2 separate regions of the Mus musculus genome follow, and region 1 is linked to region 2. The links are chromatin contacts, called in public HiChIP or PLAC-seq maps. All regions are on one chromosome and are shown on one strand. The core of a region is the stretch at or near the end of the contact, and the rest is flanking DNA. Distances in the headings are between cores, read along the strand shown.

What was found. HiChIP or PLAC-seq counts read pairs in DNA pulled down with a chosen protein or histone mark.
Region 1: an H3K4me3 HiChIP or PLAC-seq map of the SCID.adh cell line shows a contact between it and region 2, with 12 read pairs. The contact joins the promoter of Fam220a here to the enhancer-like site in region 2. A contact is called at or near these places in 3 of 39 promoter capture datasets (3T3-L1-derived adipocytes and liver), 6 of 15 datasets of contacts at CTCF or cohesin (CD8 T cells, the G1E-ER4 cell line, the NIH/3T3 cell line and 1 more), 23 of 484 Hi-C or Micro-C datasets (B cells, CD8 T cells, the F1.1 cell line and 12 more), 11 of 115 datasets of contacts at active chromatin or transcription factors (the HPC-7 cell line, the SCID.adh cell line, bone marrow-derived dendritic cells and 6 more) and 3 of 9 other capture datasets (adipose tissue, liver and pancreatic islet).

Annotation. Positions count from the first base shown.
Region 1 is chr5:143,547,299-143,549,998 of GRCm38.p6, reverse strand. Fam220a (family with sequence similarity 220, member A) reads right to left here and starts at 1,279. Exons shown (of 2, transcript NM_133703.5): 1 at 865-1,279.
Region 2 is chr5:143,483,727-143,486,426 of GRCm38.p6, reverse strand. It overlaps Daglb (diacylglycerol lipase, beta), which reads right to left. Exons shown (of 15, transcript NM_144915.3): 7 at 2,075-2,201. Among named protein-coding and RNA genes, the nearest start is that of Daglb, 21 kb to the right of the region's middle. Within about 2 kb of position 1,271, at least 12 of the 459 cell types and tissues checked have an H3K27ac peak or open chromatin away from gene starts, as enhancers often do. A contact at or near this core is called in the SCID.adh cell line, Th1 cells and microglia, where this site is marked.

The DNA.
Region 1 (2,700 bases), core at 30-2,529, 64 kb before region 2:
ACTAGGTAGCACTATACTGAACTGGCGCCTCTGCACACCAGGGAACAACATAAGCACAGTAAGGCTGGGGTTAGGGCTGGCAAACCAATGCACCCACCGGGTTCATTTCCAGAACCACAAAAAACCAAAAACAAAACAAAAACAACAACAAAAAACCTCTGTCAGATTACATGCTTCCCAGGGGTGGAGCCAAGTCCTTCCTTCCAACACAGCCTGTGACACTCCAAGGTGTGTAAACAGAATCCAAGTTCACTATGCAGCCTTTCTTACATTTTGAGACAGAACACTCAGGTCCGTAAGACCTCTCCGCTAGAAAAAAAAGCATTTTGTAAATTCAAGATAGAGAAATGTCAGTCATTTTCAGCAAATGAGGCCTCCAGAATGCTGATGCAGGCATGCTGTTAGTCCACGTCTAAACTGTTGCAGGCCTCTAAATCTGTTTTCCCTCTTTCTCTCTCATCTTCATCCCTATCGCCATTTCTAATCCCTGGTCAGAAGATACCGAAAACATTGGTCAAGACACCATTAACTTTCAACCTACAGTACAAGGATAATATAATATACCGTCACAAAGTTTGGGGAACCAGAATTCACAAAGGAACTCGCAGCTACAGGATCGCCAACAATTTGTCATTTTTGAGGACAAAGCGTCCTAAGGGACCTTCCTGTCATCTTTCCTTGGACCCCACCCCCAGATGTGGGAACCTACCTTCTGAAGCATCCTCTATGCAGAGTAGGGTAACGGGGGTGGGAGGGACGCGGTGTTTGGTTCACACTCAGCCTCAGGCTGATAGCATGAGCCCCTTAGCACCTGCATCCCGCCGAGCCAGGTGGGCAGGGATGCGGAGGGCGCGGCTCACCTACCTGCAGGCGCACGTTGAGCATCATGGAAGCCACGATGTAGAGGTAAGGAAAGTTGATGCGCAGCCGCCAAGCCAAGTCAAAGAAGATGAGCAGCGTGCGGGTCAGCCCCTTGCAGAAGACCCCATAGGAGCGGGCGGCGGCCGAGCGCGACAGCCGGACAGCCAGACCCGACAGAGCCGTCGCCATATAGAGATCCGCGGCGCCCCCACTGCCCGCCCGCCCTCCCTCTCCGCGCCCCGTCGCCCAAGGCCTCCTCTCCCGGGCCGCTGCTCAGCGCTCAGCGATCTCAGGGAGCAAGGGAGACCGCGGCGAGGCCGGCAGGAGGGCGGGCCGCGGGGGAGCCGAGTCTGCGCGTCACTCTCCGGAGGCGACTCCACCAGCTACCACCTGGATTCCCGGCCGGGCCGCGCGGCCTGACGTCACAAAGCCGGCCCGCGCCTGCGCAGGCAGCAGACTCCGCCTCCCGCCCCGCCCCGGGCCGCCCCGCCCCTCGGGCGGCTTTCCTGCAAGTGAAGTGCGCATGAGTTGGAGACTAGGGTTGGCTGCGTTGCATCTGGCGTCCTCTAATGGTGAAGAGTTGAGAATAACGACACAGGGAAAGTGGCGTGGTGGCGCTAGCCTGTTAATATTCCAGCACTCAAGAGACTGAAGCAGGAAAAACATGAACTCAAGGCTGGCTGCTCCTCCAGAGGACCCTCAGTTCAGTTTCCCGTACCCACACTAGGTGGCTCAAAATCCACCTGTAGCTGGCTCCAGGAGAGCCAATATCTGACCTTCCTGGGCATCTGCACTCATTCGCACACACACCACATCCAAATAAAAATCAATCTTTAAAATATAACAGAAAAGAGATGATGCCTGGGTATGGCCACAGGTACTTTATAACACACATATTCCTAAAAATGGTTACAGTGAGACCAGCAAAATGGTGAAGTAGGTAAAATGCACTTCCCATTGCTCCAGAGGATCTGAGTTCAATTCCTGAGACCCTCATGGTGGAAGAACACAAGTGACTCTAGGGTGTTGCCTTCTATGCTGCTCATTTATTTTTGTTAACGTGACACAAGATAGACCAGCAGTTCTCAACCAGTGGGTCGCGACCTCTCTGGAGACCGAACGATCCTTTCACAGTGGTTAGCCTAAGACCACCTGTATATCAGATATTTACATTACGATTCGTAAAATTAGCAAAACTAAAGTTATAAAGTCGTTGTGAAATAATTTTATGGTTGGTGGTCACCACACGAAGAACTGTATTAAGGGGGTCGCGCATTGGAAGGCTGAGAACCTCGTCTAGAGTTATCTAATTCCTAGAGTTATGCTGGAAAAAGGAACCTCAATTGAAAAACTGCCTCCATCAGGTTGACCTGTAAGCGATTCTGTACGGCATCTTCTTGTTTGGTGATGGGTGTGAGAGGGTCCAGGCCATAAAGGGTGATATCAACTCAGCAGCAGCCTCCTGAAACTGGAATAGCAACAGGTTAGCGCTGCCACGCCACGTTCCCTGTTATCCTCAGCTTCACCATTAGAGGGCGCCAGGACGCAACGCAGCAACCCCACTCTACGACTCACACATGTAAGAAAACAAGGTAAACCTGGTGGTCCGTGGTGGTGATGGTGCATGCTTTTAACCCCAGTACTCAGTAGACAGAGGCAGGCAGATCTCTGTGAGTTCGAGGTCAGTCCAGTTTTTAGACTGAGATCCAGAACAGCCAAAGCTACACAGAGAAACCCTGTTAAGAAAAGAAAAGAAATATAAGGCAAAGGCAAATAAATTCTTTTCTCCCCACCTTGTTTTTGGTAATAGTGTTTAGCACAGCAGTAGAAATCAAAAAA
Region 2 (2,700 bases), core at 22-2,521:
CAGTTTTCCAGCCCTTATTCACACAAACCTTACACACACACACACACACACACACACACACACACACACACTCTTTCTCTCTCTTACACACATACACACACACACACTCTCTCTCTTACACACATACACACACACACTCTCTCTCTCTTACACACATACACACACACAAACTCTCTCTCTCTTACACACACACACACACACACACACACACACACACACACTCTCTCTCTCTTACACACACACACACACAGAGTTGATGGACAGAAGCAAGGATATTCCAACCTTCCACTCACAAACTCTAAATCCTCAGAATGCTTATCTACTCATCAGTCAATCTTAATAAATCCTATCAGGAAGATGAGGGCAAAATGGGTACAAGAAATCAGTCCTCACCAGTCCAGACTCAGTGAGTCCTGTCAGCCAGGGCTGCCATTGTTCTAGTTCCCTGACCTTAAAAGGTCCCTAGTTTAGCTAATAAGAGTGTGCCTCTCTGAACTATAAATTACTTCCTAAGGTTTTCTCCATCAGAGCCAGTAGTAAAAACATCTCAACCTAGCTTCACTAACAATTTAATTTTTCCAAATGTTCTCATGGCTGACAATCTGCATCTCTAAGTTCTGGTGACAGGATCATTAATGTGCCCCAGCAGCAGTGCCTGAGAGAGATCAAGCATAGCATTGTATGCGTCCACGATACTGTCCCCTGAGGGACTGGAAACCCCTTAGAGTTTTAATAGAATTCTTAGACTAAGAGGGATGTGAGGGCAGCAGGCAGAGCAGAACCCCATAACAGCACGAAGCCCTCAGAACTTCATGGACACATGGTCCTCGGAACCGTGCCACGCCGAGGCTCACTCACGTGGCGGTGGTAAGCTGTGGGCTGCATCCACGATCTAAAGCCATCTGCCGTTCCTCTGCATGGCCCTCGGCACTCTGACTGGGTCTCTCTCTATCCTCCTGCCTCAGCCTCTCAAAGGTTGGGATTATGAGCACACACCACCATACTTGGCAATTTCAGAAGTTATGTGTGGAGGCTGTGTGTGTGCATGTGCGTGTCAATGCATGTGTGAAGCAACTGGAAGACAACTTGAGGGAGCTCATTCTCCTTCTACTGTATAGATGCCAGGAACTGAACGTGGCTTCTCAGGCCTGGAGGCAGATGCCTTTACCCACTGAGCCACCTCGCCAGCCCAACTATAGAACTCTTCCTAAAAGTTCTGCCAAAACACTCTGTGAACCACAGAGTCTGAAAACAGTTGCACGCCACCAGTAGCGGTTACAGAGGTTAACCACACAAAAGAGGTTAGAGAGCAACTAAGTAATGCTAACCACAGACTTTCAAGCGGGTAGGCAAGCTTTCTGTGTGTGTGTGTGTGTGTGTGTATGTGTGTGTGTGTGTGTGTGTGTGTGTATAAAAGTAAAAAGGCTGGGAATTAGCAAGATGGTTCAGTAAGTTATGACACTCACCAACAAGCCTGATAATCTGAGTTCAATCCGCAGGACCTGTATGCACACATGCAAGAGTGCACACGCGTGTGCACACACACACACACACACACACACACACACACACACACACACACACACCACTAATAAAGATGTTTGGTTTGGTTTGGTTTGGTTTGGTTTGGTTTGGTTTTTTGAGACCGGGTTTCTCTGTGTAGCCCTGGCTGTCCTGGAACTCACTCTGTAGACCAGGCTGGCCTCGAACTCAGAAATCCACCTGCCTCTGCCTCCCGAGTGCTGGGATTAGAGGCGTGCGCCACCACTGCTTGGCCTATAAAGATGTTTTTTTTAATAAGAGCTAGGAATATAGCTCACTAGTAGAGTGCTTATCTAGCTTGTGAAAGGTCCTAGTTGAAGTCCCAACAACAGACATACACACACACTGACACTGACATACATGCATAAACACACACAAACACACACACACAGACATACACACTTACCTACATATACAGAGACACACACACACACAAACACACCGACACAGACATACACAAACACACACTCCCACCACCAGACCCCACAGGAGTCCAGGACCCACATCTAGAGCACCCTGCTTGAGACAATACCTTGTCGTGAAAGCTTATGTGAATGAAATCCCTGTACTGCAGCCCTGTGGTCTTCAGGATGGAGGCGAAGTGGCAGTTGTGCTGGTCACCTTCCACTGCATCGTACTCTATGTCTCTGGCTCTGCAACTACAGGGAACGGAAAGAGGTGATTGTGGTACCCGTGCCTTCCACCGTACACGGTGACCCCGTGGATTTATCTAGAGAACTCGGGAGGGGAGGGCTGGATACTTCTCAGACATTCTAGCAGATCCATGGGGCTTGCACATGGGACAAATGCTTTTTCAGTGAGTTACTACATTCTAGATATTCATTCATTCATTCATTCATTCATTCATTCATCACGTGTCTATATGTGTCTGTGCGCACATTTGCATGTGCACTCACACATATATGGACATGGGATATCCTACTCTGACATTCTTTCTGCCTTAACTCCTCTGAGACAGGGTGTCTTGCTGAACCTTCACACGTGCTCTGGCATGCACGCACCCACATACATCATATGCATACATTAATAATAAAGAAAAATTTAAAAATTTCCAGTAGAAATGTAGGAAGAAGGCCCATACGGTGGCACGTGCCTGTAACCCTAGCCCTTGGGAGGTGGAGGCAGGATGATCAGGAC